7 separate regions of the Mus musculus genome follow, and all the other regions are linked to region 1. Evidence: chromatin contacts called from public ChIA-PET, HiChIP or PLAC-seq and promoter capture Hi-C data. All regions are on one chromosome and are shown on one strand. Each heading gives the region's core, a stretch centred on a gene start, on an enhancer-like site or on the middle of the called end of the contact. The rest is flanking DNA. Distances are from core to core; before and after follow the strand shown.

Region 1 (3,666 bases), core at 810-3,309:
GCTGTCCCAGAGCTCATACTACCTGGAGCTGGTACTCTAGACAAGGCTGGCCTTGAACTCAGAAATCAGTCTTGCCTCTGCTTCCCAAGTGTTGTTCCCAAGCCACCACAGCCCAGCTAAAATTTTATCTTTTTAATACACTTTATTTATTTATTTATTTATTTATTTATTTATTTTACGTGTATGGATGTTTTGTCTGCATGTATGTCTGTGCATCACCTGTTCACCTGTGTACATGGTGGGGGGGTGGGGGGGGAGTCCAGAAGAGGGTGGACTGGAGTTAAACCACTGTGAGTAGCCATGTGGGTGCTGGGAATCAAGCCTTCATCCTCTAGAAGAGCAGCAATGGTCTTAACTGCTGAGCAGCCTCTCCAGTCCCCAAAATAAAAAGTTAAATTTGACCAGCTTCTATAAATATGAATGGGACAATTTAAAACCTAATTTCAACTAAGTTAGTATCTATGTTTATCAAATTTGTTATGGCATTTTAGGCAAAGGCACAAAAAAACTATTCAACCAAGGAATGCTATTTGAAAGATGGGTTACAATTACTTCTGAAAAAAAACAAAAACAAACAAACAAATAAACAAAAAACCACAAGACTTGATTGAAAATAATGCATTATCCCTAAGACCACCTGTTAAGCTTAAAAAAAAAATCTATGCATCCATCCTTCTTTAGATGTAACTAGAGGCTGGTTTACACCTAGGCTATACAAGAAAGCATCAGATTAAAAGCATCAAATATCAGACTGGTCAAGGTTGCCAAAGACAAGCACAGCAAAGGAGAACCACCATACAAAGTTACAGAAACAGGGCCTAAGGGGTTGACACAGACCCTAAAAATGCAATACTCACTCTGTACTACAACCTAAAACTCACGGGCAACCACCAATCCCGACTTATCTCACTTTCTCTACTCCCTACATCCTTCCTCTGAAATTTCCTCACATCTCATTTCTCCAAGGACTTTCTTCTCACAGAAAGCAATACAGCACCTGGCTTCCCCCACTTTTTACTACCTCACCACTGAAGGCCCAAGTTTTGTTTTGATTTCTCTTATTGGTTATTAACCTTGTCCCCACTCACCTGTAACTACATTTCTTTCATCGCTTTGTCCTTACCACAAATAATTTTGACCCTCTCCTTCAAAACAGAGCACGTATCTCCTTTCTGATATTTGTAATTCTAGCTCACAATCAACACTGTCTTTCTCTCCCAGGAACTGTCACCATAGCCCTAGGTCTGAGTCCTTATCTTCTTAAATGAGGCCTCTTCCAGAGTTTGCCAACATTAGTAGAGCTAACTGGGATTCCACCCTTAGCCCTTAGGCAAAGGCTATCTTCTCAGCCCATCCTACAAAAATACTTGCCTCCCAGCCATGGTTTTCCCACTTTCGCCGTTACAGCCATCAGTTTCCAGCCCTGCCCAGTTTCCCCCTGCCCCCAGTGTCTGTCTTGCCATTATCCTATCTCCACTATTCCCCACTCCTGAGTGCACCTCCTCTCCCAGGCCTTACCCGTAACCCTGACACCGGGAAGGCCCCTGCCAGCGTCCACAGGCGTCTCTCCACCCGGGTTCCTCCGCTCTTCAGTAACTGTCCCCACGCCCCTTTCCCTCTGGGGCCCCGCGCGCCGCCAGGAGCCCCCACCTCGAATGAGCTCCCGCTGTCACTTGGCCTCTCTTCCACAAGATGGCGGAGCTGCTGCCCCCACCCCAGGGTCCCCTCTGTACCCTCCTGCACCCTCCCCCAAGCTCAGGTCCAGTCCCTCCCTCCGCCTCGCCACTGGCCTTGGCCCCCAGTCCCACTGCCCCCTCCTGCGGTGAGCGGGTGACCCTGGCCTAAGCTCAGCGACACGCCAACGCAGCCGCCTCCACTAGTCCCCTGCCCGCACCCATCTCCTCACCATAAACTTAAGCGCTTTCTCCTGCAGCACCGCCTCTGCCGGGTCCATAATCGCCCGGACTACTGGGTCTGCTCTCCGCCGGGGCCGCCCCTTTCGTGCCAGGCCGCAGCCAACGCAGCGTCCGGATCCCGCCTCCTCTTCCTTCCCCCGCCCTCTCTTTTTACCTCCTGGCACTGGCAGGGGGCCCGAGGAGGACCGCGGCTCTGCGCGTGCGCACTCCGCTGCCTCACGGGACTTGTAGTTCTGGAGGCTCCAGCGGCAAAAGGCAAGGCTACGCGGCGAACAGCAACTCCCACGGGTCACTGCGTAGAGTCGCGGCTGTGTGCAAGCCAAATGTAGAGCACTCGAGAGCCCGGAGGGGAAGTCGGCTGATGGGAATTGTAGTTTCCAGTCTCTAAGAAGGCAAAGCCGGAGTGTCACCGTGGTTACCAAACGACGCCAGTGGCTCCTTGCCTGGCATTTGATAGCAAGATGGCGACTAGCGCTTCCTCTGTATTCCAAATACTAGGAAAATAGAGAACTCAGGGTCCTTGGTTCTCCCTAATTGTGATTTTAGAAAACCAGACCCTCCTAAAGTTCATACATCTGGCATCTGCAGAAAGATTGAGACCTAGAGACTTGAGCCAAGTGTGCATGTAACAGCAGCCTCAACATCAATGCAAGATTCCGATAACATCCTAAGCTATTATTGCCTCTTTTTTTTCAGAAGAGCCTTTTCTCTCCCCAAGCAAGCCAGGGACAGATAGAACTCACTCCAGGAAACCTTGAGTTTAGCGCTCAGAAAGTATGAACTACCATTGCTAACCCTGAGATCAAAGTCCTGTGTTACATAAATGAAATTCAATGACTATCAAGCAAGTGAAATCTATAAGTAGTGTCTTTGGCCATAAAAAGCCAGAAATGGGAGCCGGGCATGGTGGCGCACGCCTCTAATCCCAGCACTCGGGAGGCAGAGACAGGAGGATTTCTGAGTTCAAGGCCAGCCTGGTCTACAGAGTAAGTTCCAGGACAGCCAGGGCTATACAGAGAAACCCTGTCTCAAAAAACCAAAAAAAAAAAAAAAAAGCCAGAAATGGGCCAGGTGTGGTGGCACATGCTTTTAGTCCCAACACTTAGGAGGCAAAGGCAGAGGCAGGTTGATGTAGTGAGTTTGAGGCTAGTCTTGTCTACAGAGCAAGTTCCAGGACAGCAAAGTCTACACTGAGAAACCCTGTCTTGAAAAATACAAAAGAAAAGAGAGGGACAAGATGGGGCTGGGGAGATGGCTCAGTAGATAAGAGTGCTTCCCATGAAAGGACAAGGACCTGAGTTCAAGTTTCTAGCACCCACATAAAAAGCTGGGGTATATGGGCTCAGTGGTTAAGAGCAGTTGCTACTCTTGCAATGAACCTGGGTTCAATTTCCAGCACCCACATGATGACCCACAGCCACTACTGTGCCTCACCTGGAGTAGATCTTTAATTAGGAGAACATCATTGGCCAAGAGAGAATGGTACTTAGGAATAATACAACAAATTTTGGTTAGGTTTCTGTTGTTCTTTCTTTTTCTGGTTGGTTGGTTGGTGTTTTCTGGGTTTGTTTGTTTGTTTGTTTTGTTGGTTTTTTTTTTTTACTTTTTTATTTATTTTGTGTATACGTAGGTGCACTTGGCTTGTGGAGATAAGGGGGCAGCTGGTGAGTTCGAGGTTCACAAGGTCTACATAGGAAGTTCCAAGACAGCCCGAGCTACATAGTGAAACCAGGACTCAAACAAACAAAAA
Region 2 (3,666 bases), core at 397-2,896, 960 kb before region 1:
GACATTTCTCAGTGTGTCAATCTTGGCTCCCAAGTCTGTTTATTTTTTGTTTTTGTTTTTTTTTTGGGGGGGTTGTTTTGGTTTTGGTTTTTGGTTTTGTTTTGTTTTTAATTGTACACTTTCTAGCCTAAAAAATGCCAGAGGTCTTTCTAATGGGTCTTTGACAAGTACAACCCACCTCCCTATCCCCAAAGTGACTGCCCACTTCCTACAGTACCGCCCCCATGCCCAGGCACCTGACACCGTCGCTTCCGACCCGAAGGCAGCCGGTGAGGTCTAGGTGCTCGAGCTGCGGGCAGTTTCGAGCCAACTCTTGAACCGCAGTGTCCCCAACATTGGCGTTGACTGCTAATGAGAGGCTGCGGAGGCCCGCGCCGCGTCTCTGCGCCAGGTACACGATGGCCTCGTCCTTGAGTTGACGACAGGCGGTGAGGTCTAGCTCCTCCAGAGCCGGGCAGCGGTCAGCGAGGCCACGCAGTGCCAGCCCGTCCACCCAGTCACAGTGAGCGAGGGAAAGGCGCTGCAGACGCGGGCAGCCCTCAGCCAGCGCCCCCAGGGCTCGGCGACTCAGTTGGCCGCAGCCGGCCAGCGCTACGCTCCGGAGCTGTGGATTCCGTGCCAGCACCGGCACCAGGTCCTCGTCCGACAGCCATTCGTGACACGGAGCCAGCGCCAGCTCCTGCAGCCCCTCAGCATCCCGCAGTAGCCGGGCTAGTGCCGCCCGTGGAATCTGTGGACCCACCTACGGGCGGGAGACACGGAGACTCAAGTCTGTCCCCGGGGCGGGCCACTGCCTGGCAGCCGCCTAACTTCGGGACTTTGCCCCCTGCCCTCCCAGAAGGGACACCGAGCTCCCTCCGAGCCGCTGCCCTCTGGAATTCTCCACGTCTCACCCGGGGTCGGGAAGGGTTTACCGCGCAGCAGGGGCTGGCCTGGAGGCGGGGCGACGGTGGTACCCACGCGGGGGCGTGGCGTGGGCGTGGCTCCGGGCCCCGGCTCACCTGAGCGGCGTCGAAGCGGCGCAGCCTCGCCAAGTGCAGCTGAACGAGCGCCCGGAAGGCGCGACTGACGCGCTGCAGCCGGAGCAGCTGGCGCAGCGGGACCCAGTTCAGGACGTGCGGGAGCAGCACGTCTTCCCAGGGCAGGTCCAGGAGCCTGAGGGGGAAAACGGCGTTGACGTCCCCGGGCCGCTGTTACGTGCGAGTCCTTCTGTTATACCCGAGAGTCCCGGCTGGCAAGAGGGATCCGCGTCCGGCCCAGACTCGGCTGCCCTCCCTCCCTAGGCCCCTCCAGTGCTCGGTACCTGACAGCTCCTGGTTCTTGCTCCCCTCCGGACTGCTCCATTGGTGGCTCCATCGCTGTCTACTGCGCGTGCGCAGTAAGCTCCACTCGCTTTGGCCTTGAAGCGGCTGCGGCGAGCCCGCCTCCTTGGTCGGAAGAGACAGACCGATTTAATCGAGTGCGGTCTCACTGAGAATCCTTGTCAGGAAGCTTTTCGGATGGATCCCGAAACTGAGGCAGAACGGACCAGTGATGTACCATTAGATGTCTTCTCAGCTACAGGGCTTGAAGCCCGAGGCTGGAGTAGCGGCGAGCGAACACTGCTTTCGGTCTCCGTTGCGGGCCAGTAGCCGCCTCTGAGTGGTGATGGGAGGAGCAGACAAGGCCAAAGGCAGAAGGGGCGGAGCCAGGACTCCTAGGTTACCCAGTGCCTCCTTCTGTCCTCTGGTCGCCTTTAAGCGACTTTGGAAAAAGAAAAGGGGGAGAGGCTGCCCAGACTATAACTAGCTGGTATGTACTAGGTGCTCAATAAGCAACTGCCAAAAGACTAGATTAAATGGGCGACGCTAGGGCTTTTACTCTCAAGCACACTTGTTTAAACCTGCCATTTCTTGTGAAATGCACAATCATGACATCCATCTCTTTCCACTTCAGGGCAGCGTAGTCCGGCTCTTTGCCTAAGGACAAAGGACTATATAGGACCAGCCAGGTCTGCTTTCCAGCGGTCCAGAGTCCGAGAGGAATTGCCTGCTCAGTGCAGGCCACTAGCCGTACTGCTTTGACTGGTCCTGGATTAATTGTAGGGACATTGTCTTCCCAAAGCTCAACCACTAGGCTCCCCTTTCACTGCACCCCCAGATACTAAGCCCAAGTCCCTCTCTGGAGAACCCCTGGCGTAATATTTTCCTCCAACATCTGAGGTGGGTGTGGGGCATGCGAAAGACTGTAAGACCGCTGCATCCTATCTACATGATTGCGTGCCCTTATGCAAACATTTCAGCCGCTTCGTAACGAAAACTGCTTCCCATCCTTATCAGGGGTTTGGGTACATCAGCAAAGGTAGGAAGGACCGTCCATTTTAAAGACAGGCAAATCGAGGCTCTAGGGAGAAAGCTCCCTAACCAGGATCAAACGAAGCAAGGATAAAGAACCCAGAAATCCTGGTTTTCCCAGAATTCCTTCTACACTACCTCATTACTGAATTGTAGCATAAAGAGAAAAGCCAACTAGCACCGGAAAGACACAAGAGGGTGAAGGTGGATGAGGGGATTGCTTCCTCGTCTCAGTCTACTTGGGGAAGGGGTAGCCTGGAAGGATCTCTGCAAGATTGATGTGGGCGCGCACCACCTCCGGGCGCGCGCCTCCACACCCCCCCCTTTGTTCGCGCCTCTGCGCTTGCGCATTACGACAAATCTGGCGCTGTCCCCTTCAGCACCTCGCGGAACTCGCGCCACCCCTCCCCGCGGTGAGCCCCGCGCACCCCCGCTTCGAACGTCCTCGCACCCTCTGGCCACCCGAATCGACCCTCTCTTTCTTCCCAGGTCATAACTTGCCGGTCTTGGCCTTCCAAAGGAGAATAGTTACCATAGTAACTCGTGTGGCGTTTTCCTAAAAGAGCCAGACCCTTTTCCACCCTGGCCAAGGGCACAAGGTTTGCCTGTGCTTCTTGTCCCAGTCTCGGGGTCATCCCTTCTAAACTCTCGTCCCTGAAAAGGCGGGACGATTAACCTAGGCAGTAAGGAAGTTCCTCCTGGAGTCTGATTTATCCTTCCTCTGCACTCCGGGTTGGGGTTCAGGACAGGACTCCTGGGTCTGAGGTTCAGAACCCCAAAGTGTTTATGACTGCATTCGCTTAATGTCCCTTCCATAGTTGGGTCTTCTGGTTTTAGGGGGCGGGTCCGATCTACTCCGTACCGTGTGCTTTGCGTGGCCGCGTGCTTGTGGGGGCGGGAGCGCGTGTGGCATGTAACAGGTCATGTGGCAGCCTCCTAGGGACACGCGTGGGGTCTGGAGCAGGACAGGCGTATGCATCTGGACCCTACGTGTGGTTCAGATGATGGACGAGAGAGAACTGAACACGAGTGGGGTGGGGCATATGAGGGTTTAGGGAACAGAATGGGGTCTTCCACATTCTCCCTTTCCTCTGGTGTGAGTCTTAGGTAGTGACTAGGTGGTGACATTCTTTGGGACTTAGGGCCCTGGGAATGGAGGGAGGTTGGGGGGGGGGGATTAGCGTTGCTTGAGCAGAGCGTGGGGAGGGGTGGAGGAGGGACTGAGAGGCGGGCGGGCGGGCCTGGAGCGAGCGGGAGCCTTGCTGCTTTTACAGCTGAGCGGGGCCCAGCCTCTCTGCCTCTCTTCGATTCCAGCTCCTGACGAGCAGCGGTG
Region 3 (3,666 bases), core at 389-2,888, 810 kb after region 1:
CATCTGAAAGCTGCTAGCAGAATACTGGCTTCCAGGCAGCTAGGATGAGGGTCTTATAGCCACACCCACAATGACACACCTACTCCAACAGGGCCACACCTTCTAATCATGCCACTCCTTGGGCCAAGCATATACACACCATCACATACTGCTTAGGCAAAAACATAGAAACAGAAAGTAGATTAGTGTTTGCCAATGTGTGGAAGTAGAGGAATATGCTAATTGGTATGAGATTTCTCTGGGGCAGTGATGAAATGTTTTAGATCTAGATAGAAGTAATAGTCACACACGTTTGTAATATACACTTAAAAATCATTATACACTTCTCCCCCACCCCACCCCCGCCACAGTCTCACATAGCCCAGATATGCCTTAGACTCATTATGTAGCCCAGGCTGGCCTTAACTCCTGATTTTTTTTTTTTTTGTCTTCATTTCTCAAGTGTTGACTTTACAAAAGGCATATACCATCACATAAGAGTACACTGTGGGGCTGGAGAGATGTCTCGGGGGTTAAGAGTACTGGCTGTTCTTCCAGAGGACAGAGGATCCAGGACCAGCGTTCAATTCCCAGCACCTGAATGAAGGCCAACAATCCACGGTAACTGTGGATTCTTTGAAACTCCAGTTCCAGGGGGATCTGCTGCCCTTTGGTCTCCTCCACTACCACATGCATGTGGAGTGCAAACACACATGTGGGCAAAACACCCATACATATAATTTTCTTCTTAAAAAAGAATATGCTATGTTCTATATAAACAATATAAAAAAAAAACAAATGAATAACCTATACCAACATTGCTTTTAAGCAACATGAGATCAGGGTTTGCTATTAGTTAAATGCAGATGCTGTCAAATTAATTCTGATGATGTCTAATGATACTACAAGAGGATAAAATGCACTGCAGTAGGCCTCCCCAAATCTATATGTTGAATAGTACACGCCTGTGTTTGTCGATCTGGTATACATTTGAGAAGGGATTCTATTACAGTAATTGTGTCTAAAGAGTTGATGGAAATACGTGCATACTCAAAATGTGTAATATATCCAAACCCTACTTGTACAAATAAAACGAAAACTTAATAGTATGCAAACATGTCTCCCAGTCTGTGTTAAGAGTTTGTTAATTATGGTCTTTCTGTTTGAAATCTGTTTTTTTTTTTCCTGAAAAATGGGAGGTTTGGGGCTGGGTCAGGCGAGCCGCCTCCAGTAATCGGCTTGGTTTTTGTATTTGTTGGGTTGAGGTGATTGAGACATTTAGATGAACTGAGACAACTTTGAGTATATAAGGAAAGAGATTTGGAGAAAGGATCAAACAAAACCAAGAGCTAAATGTGAAAAAGGACTGTGTGTGAGGACAGAAGGCTGGTTTTACTTTGCACAGCGGTCTGAGATATTCGGCTGGCGCAGCCCCGAAAGGGCCTCAGTCGGTTGAAGGCGAAAAGGAATACAGTAACTTGCAATATCAAGTAAGCAGTAGCTTTGTTTTCTCTCCTTGCTGTCTGTCCTGGCACCTCATCAGCCGCTCACCGTCCAGGCTCTACAGCATATTTAAATAAAGCCCGCCCAGCTTGATGCCGGGACTTCTGCGCTGGCTTCGGAGATCGCCGTTTGGCCCGACTCAGCCACCGTGACCCGCTTTTGCGCATGTGCAGAGTGAACCGCGGAGAAGGTGAAGATGGCTGCCGCCCGGGCTGCGGCCCTGGGAGTCCGATGGCTGCAGAGGACAACCCGGGGCGTGGTGCCACTGGAGGCACGGAGAGGTCTGCACGGTGTGGGAAGCGGGTGCCTGAAGTTTACTGCTTCGGGATGGAGGCATCCTTGGGACGGTGGCGGAGGTGTCCTGGCTGGGGGTAAGGGGTGGGAGGTCGCGGTGGATTCGTGTGCCCAAAGAAGGGATACAGGGTTGCTGTAGTCCGGCAAGGTGCGAAACGACAGCCTCTGCAGTCACTGCGGCTTAGTCCTTTCTGGGTGGGCGCCTAAAGCACCGTGTCCATCTGACCTGCATCCCTCTGCGTCCAGCCTTCCATATGACCAAGGACATGTTGCCGGGGTCATATCCTAGGACCCCAGAGGAACGCGCCGCGGCCGCCAAGAAGTATAACATGCGAGTGGAAGACTACGAGCCATACCCCGATGATGGCATGGGGTGAGTGAGGTAGAGGACTCGGGTCAGGAGCGGTGAAGGCGGTTGGATTGGGTGGTGCGACCCAGGCGTTTTCTCCCGGATCCTTGTAGTGACCCCTCAGAGTCATTAGTGCGGGTGCTTTTCTAGGTTGGGGGAGGTGGGAGTGGGTGGCTGAGCCGCTGCAGCCGAGAAGACTTCCATTTTTTTTGCTTGGCTCAGGCTGTTTGCTCAAATGAGGAAGCCGAGGTTATCATAGCTCCCTCGAGGACTCCAGAATAGTGAGATTCTTCCATGGCTCCATCCAGAGCACTGCGTTTCATTTAGATTGAGCATCTGCTGGGCTCAGGTGCTGACCAGGCGGGAGCTGGACCCCTGTCCTGAGAACCTTGCTGAGGTTGGGGTACTCTATATTTGTGTATGTCTGGCTTTTTTGGGGGAGGGGGTTGTTTGTTTGTTTTTTGCCATTAGGCATATGAAAATGTCACTGATGGTTAAGCAGATTACACTCCATGTCAGCCTTCATTCTTCAGTTGGTGTTAGTCCCTTCTGGCCCTCTATCTATCCCCTGTAACAAAGTTAATTATGAATAGTGGTTAAACATCATCGTCACTTCCTGTGTTAGCATTTTTCTTTTCTTTTTATTTTCCAATCATTTTTTTGACACGTGTCCAGTTTCCATTGTCTGTTTTTTACTTTGTTGTGGACTAGAACAGCCTGGGCAGTAGTCTGTATAAGGTGACCTTGGATTTTTAGGGGGGAAAACCAAGTTAAGGGAGACCTCCAAGGAGGTGTTTGAAGCATGAGGGTATACATCAACTTGTGGTTAAGAAACATAGTAGCTATGGAGAAGAAAAGCCTTTTCTAATGTGTACCTATTTTGTTTTATCCAACCAATATGGGTGTAGTTGATTGCTAAATTCCCTTTAGTTCTGAGTTGTGTGACTTTTCTTTGTAAGAGAAGATAAGGCCATATTGTTTCAGGATTTGACATAACCTCTAACTATATTTTGGACCTCTTTGGTTCTGTGCTTAGTGCTAAGACATCTTGATTTGGGGGCAAGTTCTTCTATTCTAAGTGATGTAGTTATATATATGTCGATTTGTTTCTGATCTTTGGGGCGAGGGCTTTGAATTGTCAGGGACTACCACAGCCCTTTCCAGAGGTTCTCGCTGTCTCTCTCAGGTATGGCGACTACCCGATGCTCCCCAACCGATCACAGCATGAGAGGGATCCGTGGTATCAGTGGGACCACTCAGAACTCAGGATGAACTGGGGTGAACCGGTGAGAAAAGGATTACCCTTCCCTTCCTCTCATTTCCTTGTGTTTTCTCGGGGTGTTTTCCTCAGTGCACATGGTGCTTTTTTGGCTAAGCTTTTCTGCTCAAGGGAGCAAGGTCCAGTGATCTGAGACCTGAAGTTCTGCATATGGTACACAGGATGGAACTTACCGGCATACCCAAAGCCCTGTGTACTGTGACCATTGTGCGGGTCATGCTTGACCTACTACCTTTGCTGGAGCCAGCATTCCTCTTTAAGG
Region 4 (3,666 bases), core at 431-2,930, 790 kb before region 1:
TATGGGACCCTAGGGTCCCATCCCCACTACTGCAAGACTCTGTGTAAACTGAGCGATCCCAGAGCAGGTTTTCCCGTTTATATACTCCATAAGGCTTACTTGTACCTAGGGTTCTTGATATGAGCTTCTGCACTCAGGAAACACTACATTGTCTCTCATCTCTAACGTACTCTTTACCTTCGAAGGACTTCACCAGTTTATGACACAGCAATGTCAAAGGTCACTACTGGGCCATAAACTACACTCTTTCGGGTTGTGCCCTACCATTCACTCTGTTTCCCTGACCCTACCACAAGGAGCAGAACAACTCTCCTAACTTGTCTCTTTGCTAAAGACAGTGTCTCACTTGGCCCAGGCTGGCCTCTAACTCAAGAAGTAGCTGAGGATAACCTTGAATGTCAGGGCTAACCCTCGTGTTTCCATCTCCCAAGTAGGGAATAATTACAGATGTGGACCAACATGCCCAGTTTATGAAGTGCTAGGGACTGAACTCAAGGACTCCATACATGCAAGGCAAACACTCAACCAGCTACGTCTCCCTCCAGCCCTTTTCATGATTTTTCACCTACTAAAAATAAATAGACCACCAGGACCAAGCCTTATCAGTATTCAAACCCCTCTTAACTCTCAATCAAATGTGTCACAAAAGAGTGGCTGCCTTGGGATCAAACCTCATATCCTTAAAAAGAAGGGAGTTACAGTGGGTAAATGCCTACCCATAACACACACCTAAAGAGTTTAAGGCAGAAGGAGGTGGATCTTTGTAAATCCAAGGCCAGCCTGGTCTACATAGTGAATTCCAGAAAAACCAGAGCTACACAGAAAGAACCTGACTCAAAAAGAAAGAAAGGTGTTTACATGCAGACCCCTGGTGACAGCTGAGCTATCCTGTAAAAGCAAGATCTTACAGGCCAGGTTCTCAGGCGGCTGCCTCCAGTCTTCTATGCCTTCTGACTACCTAATCCAAACTGAGCTGGCTCATCTTTCAGGATTAATGGGGCGCTTCAGTTGTGCTAGGACGCAGTCACCCCGAAGTGACAGATGTACAGAATCTGAAAAGATTCACTCTCTAAACCCTGAAACCATCCTTAATTTTGCTTTCAGATGTTGAGGACTTTAGGGTGCAGAAGGGTCTGAAAAAGAAGAGCTGCAGGCCAGATTATGCCTAGGGAAAACAAACAAACAAACAAACAAAAACAAAAACAGATTCTAGCATCCACCGAGTCACAGGTGGAGCTGAAACACCCCTCGGGGACAAGGGTCTGACCTTTGGCCCCTGCACACCTCCCAACTCCCTCTCACATCAGTCCTCTGGGTTTACTTCTTCCCACTAAGCCCATCGCCCAGGCCGCTTCGCCCAACCGAAGGACCCTTCCTCCTTATTCTTGATGGCAACGTCAGGAGGCCCTCACGACGCTGGAACTCTAAGAAGAGACTTCGCTGACCTGTCAGCGGATCCAAAATGGCGGGGCCTAGTCCCAGAACCGGCGGCAGCCGCAGCTCATGTCCAGCCTGGCCCCGGAGGCGTCTCCCGGCCGCTCTCCCGGCGCCGGCGGCGAGTGAGAGAAGGGAAGGATCCTGTCTTCTGGAAGGCAACCCTAACTTCAGGGTGAGACCTCACTGCAGGCTGGAGTAAGTGGGCCGGGACGCTCGGTGGTGCCGGCTACCTTCCCTGTCAGCTCACTGACGTGGTAACTAGCCTCAGTCTAGCCCGCTGCCTGGTAACTGCGAGAGTCCTGCCGCGCTCAGCCAATCAGAGCGTGGCACTCTGAAAAGTGGCATTCCGACTATCCAATCGAAGAAAGAAATTAGCTCTGGGAGGCGTGCAATGCCCAAAGAGACCAGATTACAAGGGAAAGAAGAGTAGGTAGGGGACAGCCAACGGATACGAGGATTCTCTGACTGACAGTTACAGAAGCCAATAAACAATGAAAAATTGTGCTGGGCGGTTGAAGAGGTGGGGTCAGATAGGGTTCGGTTGCAGTGCGCTGTTTAGCAGTGGCTGCTGGGCATCCTGGGCAGGAAGGCTATGATTTGCTGGAAAGGGGGCGGGGTCCGTTTTGAGAGCTTGAGCGGGCGACCCTACTCCCCCAACTTCATCCTACCAAAGTCACCTGGGCTTTACTACTTTAGGGATCGCTCTCTTTCCAGGCAGGTCTGGGGTTGAAACGCGTTCCTAAATCCGGCCCGTGCAATCTTGCCTACGCCCTCCTGTCTTCTGTGCCCCACTTGGGTATATGTGCCTGTCTCATCCTAACTCTGATTTTTGCATTTTCTACTCCATTCCTACCATCCAGAAATAGAGAAAATGGTAGCAGAAATCTTGGATACCTAATTAGAGTATCCTCATTTTCCAGACGTGGAAAGAGTTCTACCGAGGAAAGCTGGATCCATGCATAGCAGAGAAAAACATACACCTACCCCAGCCAATTCGGTGCGGAGAGTAAGGGGCATGGGGGTACTTAATACTTCTTTTTAAAAAGAAAGAATTTGTCTATTTTAAGATAATGCTCTTAGCCACTAAACCATCTCTCCAGCCTCCCTCAATACTTGGTATACCTTACTCCATAGGGCTATATGACTCTCAGTTCAGCCCTTCCTATTAAGCCTTGGACAAATCTTAATGAACGATTGGTGGAGGTGTATGAGGATCAAGTCTGAGGGCCTAATCTCACACCATTAGTCCACATCGTTAACAAAAAGAAGAAGAAGAAGAAGAAGAAGAAGAAGAAGAAGAAGAAGAAGAAGAAGAAGAAGAAGAAGAAGAAGAAGAAGAAGAAGAGGAAGAAGAGGAAGAAGAGGAAGAAGAAGAAGAAGAAGAAGAAGAAGAAGAAGAAGAAGAAGAAGAAGAAGAAGAAGAAGAAGAAGAAGAAGAAGAAGAAGATGATGATGATGATGATGATGATTTCCCATTTTCCTTCGAAATGCGGACAGGTGAGACTGGAAAGGAAGCTTAGCAGTTAAGTGTGCTTGCTGCTCTTCCAGAAGACCTGAGTTCAGTTCCCAGGATGTACATAGCACTATCTACTGTAACTCCAGCTCCAGAGGGATCCAACACTTTGGGCACATACTCACACAGAGACACGCGCGCTCTCGTGTGTGTGTGTGTGTGTGTGTGTGTGTGTGTGTGAGAGAGAGAGAGAGAGGGGGGGGGAGAGAGAGAGAGAGAGAGAGAGATCTTTCTGTAACCCTGGCTACTGACTGTCCTTGAAGCCCAGGCTGGCTTCAACCTCACAGAGATCTACCTGCCACTGCCTCCCAAATGCTGCACCACTATGCCAGGCACAGACACATACATTTCAAATAATAAAAAATAAATCTTTTGTTTGTTTGTTTTTCAAAACAGAGTTTCTCTGGGTAACAGCCCTGGCTGCCTGGCTGCCCTGGAATTCACTTTGTAGACCAGGCTGGCCTCGAACTCAGGTCTGTCTGCCTGCCTCTGCCTCTCAAGTGCTGGGATTAAAGTCATATGCTACCATGTCCAGCAAAGCAAACCTTTTCTAAGGCCATTGGAATGTGGCCTTGAAACAGGCACCCAAGGCATCCATAGGTTATGATCCTCTAATTTAAAAAACCATCAGAGCCAAATCCAATATGAAGAATCCCCCAACAACTCCCTGTGTCTATGCATTGGTCTTGGTCTCTAGGTCCAGCTAGGAACCTAAA
Region 5 (3,666 bases), core at 313-2,812, 710 kb before region 1:
GCCTATAACCCAAGAGTCCCAGGATCTAAGGCCTACAGCCTTTCAAGGTGTTTCCACGAACACTACAGCTTTTCTTTCATTTTTTTTCCCCCTTATTTATGTGAGTTCATCTTTGCTGTCTTCAGACACACTAGAAGAATGGGCATCTGATCCCATTACAGATGGTTGTGAGCCACCATGTGGTTGGTTGCTGAGAATTGAACTCGGGACCTCTAAAAGAGCAGTCAGTGGTCGTAACTGCTGAGCCGTCTCTCCAGCCCGCTACAGCTTTTCTTAAGGTGCAGAGTAAACATTTTGCTCTTACATAACAGCTGTCACTCACCCCATGTTCCTGTGTGCCTACAATGGAGTTACTACTTTGTGCATTTTTCTCTCAGTGAGTCTCATTCACTCAAAAGCTGTAAATTGGGCTGAGCATGGTGATATACACCTTTAATCCCAGCACTTGGTAGACAGAGACTGAGCTGAGTTCAAGGCCAGTATGGTATACAAAGTGTGCTGCAGGGCAGTAAGGCACTTAGCATGAAGAGGCTGTGACAAGAGGTACAGAAGTTCATATCCATCCTCCACTACACAAGGACTACATGAACTTTGTCTCAAACAAAAGGCTGCTGGGATCATACATGCAGAAAGCCGCAGAGCCTGGCCTAACATCACTACCTGGAGCTCCAAGCTCAGTGCCAACTTAACACAGGCGGACGCTCACTACTCCTAGAGTATACTGAAAGCAACCTATCACCACACTCATTCATTTTTTTCTTTTTAAAAAAATAAGTAAATACAATATGAAGTCCTAGCTATCATTACTTCGCAATTTATCCCTGCACTCACTCATCTTCTTTTGTAAAAACAAACAAGTGTATAAATAGAATCCAAGCCTTCATTACTAAAATCTTTGAGTCTCAGGTAAAACTGCAATTAAGGGTAAGTCCAACAAAAAGTACAGAAGAACCACGCACCGCCAACCCAATGCTCCCGGAGGGATCTAGCGCCACATGTCCTGGGTCACGAGGGACCCATGCCTGTCACCGCTGCAAAAACTCACACCAAGTAAAAGCCGTAATACTCGGAGCTAGCTAGTCAGACATGGTGGAAGGAGACACCGAGACCTCCAGCCTGAGGAAGGTCCGCAGAGAAGCTGGGCAGACAACGGACTGACAGACCCCAGCCCTCGCCTCCTTAACTTCTAAAGCCGACAAGGCCTAGATTAGCTCGGAGAGTCGTCCCACCCCGGCCCGCAGACCAAACCAAGGACTCACAGCGCCGGTCGCTTTTGCAAATTTACTGGCCACCTCCGAGAGTTGGCTATCCCGCAGAAATCTGAGCACAAGGGGATAAAGGTCGCTGGGAACCACGCGGCGCAAGCCGGTATCCGCCATGCTCCGGGTAAAACGCGTCACTACCGTTGCGCACGCGGCACGACTTAAGAACACCAAAGCACAGCCCGGGTCGAGGGCGGGTCCAGTGTCGTCATCAAGTCGCGCGCGGCGCGCAGCGGAAAAGAGTGGCGCACACGAGGTCGCGTACCCTCCACCCGGGAGGAGAGACCCAGACTAAATCTAGAAGTTGCTTCCGGTCCCACACGCGTCATCATCCTGCAGGGGGCGGAGCCCACGAGCCGCCCACTAAGGAGGCGGAGCTTCTACGTCAGATGCCACGCTCCTGTCCGAGGCGGGAAAACTTGCAAATTCCCGCGCATTACCTTTGCTGAATGGGCTTCTTCCTACTGTAGATTTCCAAGCCCTGGCTGCTACTGAGACCTCACAGTACTGAATGGACTAACAATAATGGGTGCACTGGAGAACTCGAGGCTCTTTCAACCCTTCTAGAGGTGTCACCTACTGCTCAAACTCCCACGGACAATGGCTTCCTCCCTCCCTTCACACCCAGTGAAGTCCTTCAGGATACCACCCAGACCCAGACTCAAATCAGAGGATCCTAAAAGTTGTGGTGACAAGGTGTTGGTACCCCACATTGTCTGTCAGTCATAGCTAGGTTACAAGACAGTTATCCTTCCCATCTACAATTCGGAGAACAGGAACACGGGACCATCCCAGGGAAAAGATCAAGAAAAATCCTTTCTTCCTAAAGAAAGAAGTCACAGTGAATTCGGAAAACTTCAGTATCAGCTACTGTCCAGGTCAGGAAGCAATAAAGATGCACTTCCGGTGAATACCTTTCTTTTACTTTCCTCAAAACAGGCGCTCCTTCTAAAAGGACCCGTTATCCTATTTCCCAGAGGTGCTTCTATGCATACACAATCGTTTGTTTGTTTGTTTTGGCTTGTTTTTTTTTTTTCCAAGACAGAAAGGTTTCTCCGTATAGCCCTGGCTGTCCTGGAACTAACTTTGTAGACCAGGCTGGCCTCGAACTTAGAAATCCGTCTGCCTCCCGAGTGCTGGGATTAAAGGCTTGCGCCACCACGCCCGGCCTCAAAATCGTTTTTTTTAAAATACACACACCACCGGGCGGTGGTGGCGTACACCTTTAATCGCAGCACTCGGGAGGCAGAGGCAGGCGGATTTCTGAGTTCGAGGCCAGCCTGGTCTACAAAGTGACTTCCAGGACAGCCAGGGCTACACGGAGAAACCCTGTCTCGGAAAAAAAGAAAAAAAAAAAAAATTCACAAACCAAGATGGTGATCAAAACCAAACTGGTGAGCTTTAATGACACTTAATAGACACTAACCCCAGTTGAGAAAACTTTTATTCTCATAGGTATGGTGGCAAATGATTTTTTTGTTGTTGTTTTGTTTTGTTTTTCCGAGACAGGATTTCTCTGTAGCCCTGGCTGTCCTGGAGCTCACTTTGTAGACCAGGCTGGCCTTGAACTCAGAAATCCGCCTGCCTCTGCCACCCGAAAGCTGGGATTAAAGGCATGAGCCACCACACCCGGAGGCTAATGATTTTAAACCCAGAGTTGAGAGGCAAAAATTGCAGATGTCTGAGAGAGGGAGAAGATAAGAGGGAGAGGGGGGATAGAGAGAGATAAGGAGGTGGAAGGGGAGGAGTTTGACATAGTAACCAGGCCATGATGGCACACACTTTTAATCCATCCCAGCACTTGGGAAGCAGAAGCAGGTGACCTCACGAGTGAGATCCAGGACAGCCAGGGCTATACAGAAAAACCCTGGCTGGAAAAACAAAAAAAAGCAAAACCAACAAACAACTGTACCTCCTTCACCCCACAAGAGTCTGTATCCTAAAATTATCTTCATGCACAGGCCTAGCAGCTCTCACTGAAGAGAGTAGGCAGGAGAACCGGGATTCCAGTCCAGCCTGCACAGCTCTACAGAATTTAGAAAGGGCCGGTGTAAATGCTAGCCGTGCAAGCATAAACACCCGAGTTCAGATCCTTGACACGGCTGTACAAGCAGGGCACAGTGGCTTGCATCCGTAGTCCTAGGGCTGGCAGGGTACTGATGACCCTGGAGCTCACTGGCTAGATTTCTCCGTTCAAAAATAAAGGGAGGGGGCTTGGAAACATGGCCAGTCTGGCCTAGACTGCAAATTCTACAACAGCTAAACATTTGAGCCTGTTTCAAATAAACTCGTCAGATGAGGTGTAGTGGCACACACCTTTAATCCCAGCATCCAGAAGGCAAAGGCAGGAGGATCTTTTGAGTTTTGAGGCCAGCCAGGGATTCTTGCCTCAAACAAAAAACAC
Region 6 (3,666 bases), core at 308-2,807, 690 kb before region 1:
GCTGACCACAGATGTTGTAAAAAGTTGGAGGAAAAAGGATGGTTGATCCCAGAGCATGCCCCAAAAGTCATTCCCCCCTAGGCTGTTTTGCTGGACCTAGTATTACTGGGAAGCCTGCAATCAAACCTCGTATGGGGTTGCTGTCAAAAAGACAACTAATTCCTGCTCACTTCACTGCAAACCTGATTTGAGCATTTTCGGAAGCCCAGCACAAAACATTTTTCCTGACCCATTAAATGTTCAACTACATATATTCAATAGTTCTCAAACCACCTCTCACTTTTTCCTATCTCCATGAAAAACTCCAAAAAGCCTCACACAGACACAATTCCCGAAGCTGTAGCTGAGAATTCACCCAAGCACGCCTTAACTATCTCCTCCCCAAAAAAGATGCTAGAAACAAAATGAGGGGAAAAATTAAACTAGTCACAGGTTAGTTGACACTCCCATGACCCTTGAACCACACATATGAAGGACTGCAGGCAACCAAACCGCCAATGTCTATGACACACAACTCACTCCAAGACGGTCAGACAGAAGCCTCCACGAACTCCTTTCTCCACAGCCCTTTAGTCTCAAATCCTCTAATCCTCGCCTCACACCCTGACATTTCTAGGAAGCCGACTTTGAGAACATCTGGAAAGTCCACCATCTACCGACAGAAGGCGTTGTAGACGCAGGCGAGAGAGAAAAAACTCCTAAGGCTCTGAGCAAAGTTGCCTCCAGCAGTCCCTACCTCCCTCCAGACCAGAGGTCCCAGCACAGGCTTTAGAGATGGCGGGAGCGGCTGAGACACACCCAGTTCCCGGCAGTGCAACTCCGGCGCGGATACTAGATGCCCGACAGCCTGGGACAGGAGCCACGTGGACATCCCTTCCCCGCCCCCACGTGGACCCGCGCCCCGAGCTCCCCCCGCCCCCGCCGGCGAGCCCTACCCACGTGGGCGCCCGCGCCGCCTAGGGGGAGGGGGAGGCAGACAAGTTCTCCCGGGAAATCGTCCCCCCCACACCCCACGTGCTCCGAAAAAGGAACTACGGCGCCAAGCTGGTGAAGCTCCTCCGGCATCCTTAGGAAGAAGTCTTAGCCTTCAACTCCAATCCCGAGTCCCTGACGCCCCATCTAGGGCCACCTTTCTGACGCCCGACACTGTCCCTCTGGCGTGCCCAGGAATCGCCGCAGGGTCCCTGGCTCTGCTGCCATACCCTCCGCAGACAACTTCGGTCTTTTCAGCCCTACCCAACTCCCGCAGCATCGGCACGCAAGTGCTTCCTCCCTTTCCTGTGGCGTCCACGTGTCACCGCCCGGCACACGCCGCTTTGCTGCCAGCCGCGGGCCGCCGGCCACCCTCTCACCTGCTCCGCGGCGCTCACGGAGCCCCCGGTCCCATACGGCGCTTGGCTTCGACTCGCCCAACTGCCGCCACGCACTCCACCGCCAGGGTCAGGACCCGGGCCCCCAGTCGGAGGCGGCGCGACTCGGTCTCTCCGTCCCCGGCGCGCCGCCATCTTGGCCCCTGAACACCCAGCGCTGCTCTGATCGCCGGCGCCGCCTCGCCCAGCCGATTGTGGGAAAGGAACTACATCTCCCGAAGGACACTGCAAGACTACGAATCCCAGAAGACCATGCAGCGAACCACTTTGCAACCTGGAAAAAGATAAAGGCCCTGACCTCCCTCGAGGATTTCTGGGAATTGTAGTCTATGAAGGAAGATTAGCGGGTAGTGCTGTATGCGTATTGTAGGGCTCACTTTTGACCAAGCTGCTGAGTACGCAGTAGTAAGGAAAATATCACTTTATTTTTTGTTAAATTGCCCAGATGTTAGACCTCTTTGTTTGATGTTCTTCCTCCTGTACTTTCCTTCCACCTTACTTCAAGTCGACCGCTGTTTTCAAGCAGCACCCCCAAGTGGATACTCCCAGTCTAGACACTAACCCTCAGCTAATCTCATACTGCAGCACTAGTGCAAATGTTTCTATAAAAATACCGCATCTTCCATTCTTTCGCTACAGTTACTCAGAAAACTAGGTTGGTTTCTCTCTATCAAACTTCTTTACTCCAGAATTCCTTGCCATCCTTCAAGTGTTCTTCACCGAACAGTGGCGGCGCACTCCTTTAATCCCAGCACTTGGGAGGCAGAGGCGGCAGATCTCTGAGTTCCAGGACAGCCTGGTCTGCAGAGAGAGTTCCAGGACAGCCAGAGCTACACAGAGAAACCCTGTCTTGAAAAACAAACCAAGCCAAACAACCAAACAAAAAGTGTTCTCCTTCCCTTTGTTTCTCTGCATGGAACTTCTAACCTCAAAATAGCCTTCAAGTCATATTTAATGTAGGAAAGCTTTTCTGATTATCCCAGCCAACCACGATCCTTTTCTGTATTTTTACACTTCATTCCTATTTCTAATGTTCATTCATTCGTCATATTTTCAGTTTTTTAAAGCAACACTTATTATTACGAAACCTTAGATTATTGGAGGGGGTTAGAGAGAATGCTCAGTAATTGCGATTACTTGTTCTCTCAGAGTATCTAGCATCCCTTGTCAGGTAGCTCACGAACACCAATAACTCCAGCTCCAGGTGATCTTTAGATCAGATTTTCTTTGGGGGTGGGGGGAGGGTTATTTACGTATGCATGGCATACACATATATTTGATACATTTGATTGCCAATGAGATAGCTCAGCAGCTAAAGGAACTTTGCCACCAAGCCTGAATTACATTCCCAAAGTCCATTAGAAGATGTGGTGCGGGGCTGGAGAGATGGCTCAGCAGTTAAGAACACTGACTGCTCTTCCAAAGGTCCTGAGTTCAAATCCCAGGAAACACATGGTGGCTCACAACCATCTATAATATCTGATGCCCTCTTCCGAGGTGTCTGAAGACAGCTACAGTGTACTTACATATAACAAATAAATAATAAATCTTATAAAAAAAAAAAAAGATGTGGTGCAAGGGTTGAAAACTGACTCTCTAAAGATGCCTTTGGGCATCCACACGTGTGCACCCACCCTTGCAAACCCATAAACACAAAGTCAATAAACCTATAGGTCAAAAAAAATTTTTTTAAGATTTATTTATTTTATGTATGTGAATATACTGCCACTGTCTTCAGACACACCAGAAGAGGGCATTGGATCCCATTACAGATGGTTGTGAGCCACTATGTGGTTGCTGGGAGTTGAACTCAAAACCTCTGGAAGAGCAGTCAGAGCTCTTAACTGCTGAGCCATATCTCCAGCCCTGGAAAAAAAAAAAAAAAGAACCCAAATTATTTGAAATAGTCCAAAACTGGGGGCTGGAGAGATGGCTCAGCAGTTGAGAACACTAGCTGCACCCAACCATCCCTAGCTCCAGTTTCAGGGCATCTGCCACCCTCTTCAGTCCTTCACAAGCACTTCATAAAGGTAAAACATTTATACCTACAAAAAAAATAGTAAGGTAGAACTACTAAAAGAGATTCAACATCTACTTCTGGCCTCCAAACAAATAAAAAGCACACACATATCAAAATACATAGCAAGCTAGGTCTGGTGGCACATGACTGGAACACTGCATGGGGGTGGAGGTGGCAAGAGGATTGTGAGTATATTCAAGACCATGAGCCCATCAGATAGCTTAACCCATAGAAGAACCCAAGGGCCTGAATTCTTTCTCTGCAACCTACAAGGTA
Region 7 (3,666 bases), core at 624-3,123, 630 kb before region 1:
TGTGGTTTTTTTTTTTGTTTGTTTGTTTTGCTTTTCCTTTCAGGTATTATTATCCTCAGTGTTAGCCTTGCCTTCGGCTCATCTTCTTCCCATTCCTAAGCCATCCTCTTTTTCTTGGCTTGAGCCGTTACTTCCAAGCCAATGGCTCTAAGGTATAATTTAGCTACAGTCTAATAGCTGGGCTGAGTACCAATAAACGGCATCTAGCAGTCTGCTAGATATTTCTGTCTGGACATCTATCAGGCATTTTGATCCTAATGTGCCCTTAATATCATCTTCCTGCCTAAAACAGTTTTTTCTCCAGGGGCCTTTTGTTGCTATAGGTCTCTTCCCATCTTTTTGTTTGTTTGCTTTTAAGACAAGGTTTCTCTGCATAATCCTGGCTGCCCTGGGACTTGCCCTGTAGATCAGGTTGGTCTAGAACTCCCAGAGATCTGCCTACTTCTGCCTTCAGGGTGCTGGGATTAAAGTCATGCAGCATTGCTGCCTGGCTACCCTTGCATCTCTTGACCAAGAGTTAGAGCCTTTGGAAACTGCACCTAATGACTAAATACAAATCATTTACCCCGATTATTCAAGGCATGGCTCCTTCCTCCCTCCCCTTTCTCCCTCTCTTCCATTTCCTTCTCTTTCTCTCCCCTTGTTTTTTTTTTTTTAATGTGTATGGATGCTCTGCCTTTATCTATGTGTACTTTGTGTGTGCCTGGTGCCCATAGAGGCCAGAGAAAGATGGGAGTTACAGGAATATGGGAGTAACAGACAGTTCTGAGTGCTGGGAATTGAACCTGGGACCTCTGTGAAAATAGCCAGTGTTCTTAATTGCTAAGCCATATCTCCAGTGTGTCTCTGTGACTGTATCTCTCTGTCTCTCTCCGGTGGATCTCTGAGTTTGAGGCCAGCTTGGTCTACAGAGCAAGTTTCAGGACAGCCAGGGCTACACAGACTTTTTCTCGGAAAACCTAAAAAAAAAAAAAAAAAAAAAGACAAGGTTTCTTGTTGCACAGGCTGCCCTTGAATTTGCTATAAAGATGGAGCTAATCTTGAACCTCTCATCCTCCTATCTCTGGTTCCCAAGGGTTGGGATTAACAGACGTGACACATCGTGCATGGCTATGTATATTCTTCTAGACTGCAGCTCCTCGCTCTCACCTGTGCTGGATAATTTTTTGTCAGCTTGATACAGGAATAATCATCCGAGAGAAGGGGACCCCAAATGAGAAAATACCTCCATAAGATTGGGTTGTAGGCTGGTCAGAATTTAAAATAACGAAAACAGCAACAACAACAAACCTCTACTAGAGCCGATTTAAAGCCAGTGACTTCAGGTGAAGGGCTAGTTCTCTCGCGGTGTCTGTTGGGAGTTGTAGTTTTTGCGATGCTTGCTGGGAATCGTGGTCTGAACCCGCTTCAGGAAGAGGGCGTGAAAGAACCTGAAGAGCGGAGGGTTTTAGGACCCGGCGGGGAGCGGCGGCCTGGGGGAAAAGTGTCGGGAGGTCGGGAACGCGCCCGTGATTCCGGAGCAGTGGCGGCGTCGCCGGAGTCGGGAGCGAGCAGGCCTGCGAGCTGCTAGGGTGCTAGAGAAGCCGGGGGCTCGGTAAGCGGCGCGGGCCCTGCCGGGTCCTCGAACCTGGCCGACCTCTGCGGGTCCGCCCTACTAGGCCTGGACGCAGAGGCGGCCCTGGGGGCGGGGCCTGAGTGTGCCGCGGCGACACGGGTGACAGAGCAAGGGGAGGGCTGCGGTTGCTGGGGCCGCTTGCTGTGGGAGGGTCGGGCCTGGGACCTCAGAGTCCGCCTCGCTGCCTTCGATCGCCCGCTACCGGCTGGGTCCGGCCTCTCGGAGGTCCCGCTGGGGCCTCGGGGACGCCGAGGCGCTGACCTTTGACCCCAGCGCGGGGCTGACCCCGAGCCGGTCGGCTCCTGGTGGAAAGCTGCGCCTCGGACGGGAGGTGGCCGGTCCCCGTGAAGTGTTCAGATGCCGGGTCCTGCGCTCTTCCGTTTTTAGCACCCACTTTTTGCAGAGTTAATAAACCCACTGCGCTTTCATGCGAGGAGTGTGTGCCAGCCAGGAAACCCACCCCTTCCCTCGTACGGTGAAGAATGATAGTCACTGGGGAAGTTGTCCCTGGCTAATGGGACAGTGGATATACTTCAGCCATGTCCTAATAAAATGTTGCGGGACTATCGGAACCTCCCCAACTTTTCTTTCTAGAAAAAGTTTTAAACTTAAGTGCATTTTCCTTGAAAATAGGGCAAGCATGGTGTTTAAACATGGCTAGTGTTAGAGCCATCATATGTGTAGCCTTAGGGCCCCTGGCCGGTTCAGAACTAGCTATGTAGACCAGGCTAACCTCGAACTTGTAGCGATCCTTCTGATTCTCCCTCCCAAATGCTGTGATTTCAGTGTACCTCACCAAGCTAGGCTTATCTCCTGCCCATGATTTAGGACAGAGTGACTTGAAATCTTCTTTGGTATGTTTTTGACTGAATGTTGTATGTATGGTCGTTTCCATGGAAACGCTTTCAAGATAGCAGATCTAAGAAAGGTTTTGATAACTTCTCTTCCAATAGTTAAGGAAGTCATTCTTTTCTTAATGAATTAGCAAGCCTTTAATGTGTTCTTATTATGACAGTCATTGTACCTTGTCATGTTTACATTTTTTTGCCTCCCAAGACAGGGTTTCTCTGTGTAGCCCTTGCTGTTAACTCTCTTTGTAGACCAAACTGGCCTCCAACTTAGACCTGCCTGAAATACACATTGAGTTCAAGGCCAGCCTGAACAGCTTAGCGCGGGCTCACACACACACACACACACACACACAATAAAAACAAAACCCAAAAAACTAAAACCAAAACCCACCAAAAATGAAAACAAACCCTGGATAACAACTTAGAACCCAGAATCTGGGATGCGGAGGTGGCTCAGAGGTTTAAGAGCACTTCCTGCTTTTTCAGAAGATCCAAATATGGCTTCCAGCTCCCACACTAGCTAGCTCCTGGCTCACAGGTACCTGTAACTGGCTTCTGTGGGTACTTGCACTCAAACACACATCCACACACAGACACACATATTAAAAAACAATAGCATGGGGTTGGAGAGATGGTTCAGTGGTTAAGAGCACTGACTGCTCTTCTAGAGGTGCTGAGTTCAATTCCCAGCGACCACATGGTGGCTCACAACCATCTGGAATGGGATCCGATTCCCTCTTCTGCTGTGTCTGAAGACACCTACAGCTACAGTATACTCATATAAATAAATCTTTAAAAAAACACAACAACATTAAAAAAATCAGGAAAAATAATAACAGAAACCAACCCAGAATTTGGGGTTTCACACAGCACAGTTTAGGGATCCATAAAACTAGGAAAATGTGACCAAATAACAAATGGATTCAGGGATGTGAGGGTAAATGTTGCTTCAGCACTCATTGAACACTGACTTGAGACGGACACTTAGCTTAAAGTCAGGGTTTTTTTTTTTTTCCCTGCAGTTCCCATTTTATTTTTTAATTTCACAGTATTCAAGTCCAACTTCAAGGCCGATATCAAGTAGCAAATTAATATTACAGCATAACTATTTTCTAAGATAACCAATAAAATTTCCCATACACATTCCTATGGACAGTAGTTTAAAAGTTTAGTTAGAGGAAGAAAAATAATATCCAAAAA

Evidence for each region. Promoter capture Hi-C pulls out the DNA fragments that hold promoters and counts their contacts. ChIA-PET counts read pairs in DNA pulled down with a chosen protein or histone mark. HiChIP or PLAC-seq counts read pairs in DNA pulled down with a chosen protein or histone mark.
Region 2: a contact with region 1 is called in a FOXA1 HiChIP or PLAC-seq map of pancreatic cancer cells. The contact joins the promoter of Fbxl15 here to the promoter of Btrc in region 1. A contact is called at or near these places in 1 of 39 promoter capture datasets (pre-B cells) and 1 of 115 datasets of contacts at active chromatin or transcription factors (pancreatic cancer cells).
Region 3: a promoter capture Hi-C map of liver shows a contact between it and region 1, with 3 times the contacts expected there. The contact joins the promoter of Ndufb8 here to the promoter of Btrc in region 1. A contact is called at or near these places in 5 of 39 promoter capture datasets (the 3T3-L1 cell line, liver, neutrophils and 1 more), 2 of 484 Hi-C or Micro-C datasets (CD4 T cells and CD8 T cells), 1 of 115 datasets of contacts at active chromatin or transcription factors (bone marrow-derived macrophages) and 2 of 9 other capture datasets (liver and pancreatic islet).
Region 4: an RNA polymerase II ChIA-PET map of memory CD8 T cells shows a contact between it and region 1, with 7 read pairs. The contact joins the promoter of Gbf1 here to the promoter of Btrc in region 1. A contact is called at or near these places in 1 of 484 Hi-C or Micro-C datasets (embryonic stem cells) and 1 of 115 datasets of contacts at active chromatin or transcription factors (memory CD8 T cells).
Region 5: a promoter capture Hi-C map of pre-B cells shows a contact between it and region 1, with 2.0 times the contacts expected there. The contact joins the promoter of Nolc1 here to the promoter of Btrc in region 1. A contact is called at or near these places in 1 of 39 promoter capture datasets (pre-B cells) and 1 of 115 datasets of contacts at active chromatin or transcription factors (pancreatic cancer cells).
Region 6: a contact with region 1 is called in a Ronin ChIA-PET map of embryonic stem cells, with 25 read pairs. The contact joins the promoter of Pprc1 here to the promoter of Btrc in region 1. A contact is called at or near these places in 1 of 39 promoter capture datasets (pre-B cells) and 4 of 115 datasets of contacts at active chromatin or transcription factors (astrocytes, embryonic stem cells, extraembryonic endoderm stem cells and 1 more).
Region 7: a contact with region 1 is called in a promoter capture Hi-C map of pre-B cells, with 5 times the contacts expected there. The contact joins the promoter of 4930505N22Rik here to the promoter of Btrc in region 1. A contact is called at or near these places in 2 of 39 promoter capture datasets (liver and pre-B cells), 2 of 484 Hi-C or Micro-C datasets (both in embryonic stem cells), 5 of 115 datasets of contacts at active chromatin or transcription factors (astrocytes, embryonic stem cells, extraembryonic endoderm stem cells and 2 more) and 1 of 9 other capture datasets (liver).

The regions. Positions count from the first base shown.
Region 1 is chr19:45,362,127-45,365,792 of GRCm38.p6, reverse strand. It overlaps Btrc (beta-transducin repeat containing protein), which reads right to left and starts at 2,059. Exons shown (of 15, transcript NM_001037758.2): 1 at 1,907-2,059. The coding sequence starts at 1,954.
Region 2 is chr19:46,326,164-46,329,829 of GRCm38.p6, reverse strand. Fbxl15 (F-box and leucine-rich repeat protein 15) reads right to left here and starts at 1,646. Exons shown (of 4, transcript NM_133694.2): 1 at 1,304-1,646; 2 at 1,002-1,155; 3 at 237-742. The coding sequence starts at 1,356. Psd (pleckstrin and Sec7 domain containing) reads left to right here and starts at 2,674. Exons shown (of 18, transcript NM_028627.2): 1 at 2,674-2,746; 2 at 3,608-3,663. It overlaps Cuedc2 (CUE domain containing 2), which reads left to right. Exons shown (of 9, transcript NM_001164291.1): 9 at 1-18.
Region 3 is chr19:44,553,414-44,557,079 of GRCm38.p6, reverse strand. Ndufb8 (NADH:ubiquinone oxidoreductase subunit B8) reads left to right here and starts at 1,638. Exons shown (of 5, transcript NM_026061.3): 1 at 1,638-1,763; 2 at 2,023-2,149; 3 at 3,312-3,411. The coding sequence starts at 1,679.
Region 4 is chr19:46,150,572-46,154,237 of GRCm38.p6, reverse strand. Gbf1 (golgi-specific brefeldin A-resistance factor 1) reads right to left here and starts at 1,680. Exons shown (of 40, transcript NM_178930.3): 1 at 1,446-1,680.
Region 5 is chr19:46,073,743-46,077,408 of GRCm38.p6, reverse strand. It overlaps Nolc1 (nucleolar and coiled-body phosphoprotein 1), which reads right to left and starts at 1,562. Exons shown (of 13, transcript NM_001039353.2): 1 at 1,260-1,562. The coding sequence starts at 1,379. RefSeq lists cis regulatory regions at 1,605-1,611, 1,634-1,640 and an enhancer at 1,582-1,653.
Region 6 is chr19:46,054,430-46,058,095 of GRCm38.p6, reverse strand. It overlaps Pprc1 (peroxisome proliferative activated receptor, gamma, coactivator-related 1), which reads right to left and starts at 1,557. Exons shown (of 14, transcript NM_001081214.1): 1 at 1,353-1,557. The coding sequence starts at 1,505.
Region 7 is chr19:45,996,344-46,000,009 of GRCm38.p6, reverse strand. 4930505N22Rik (RIKEN cDNA 4930505N22 gene) reads right to left here and starts at 1,873. Exons shown (of 2, transcript NR_152221.1): 1 at 1,291-1,873. It overlaps Armh3 (armadillo-like helical domain containing 3), which reads left to right and starts at 1,522. Exons shown (of 26, transcript NM_198296.2): 1 at 1,522-1,594.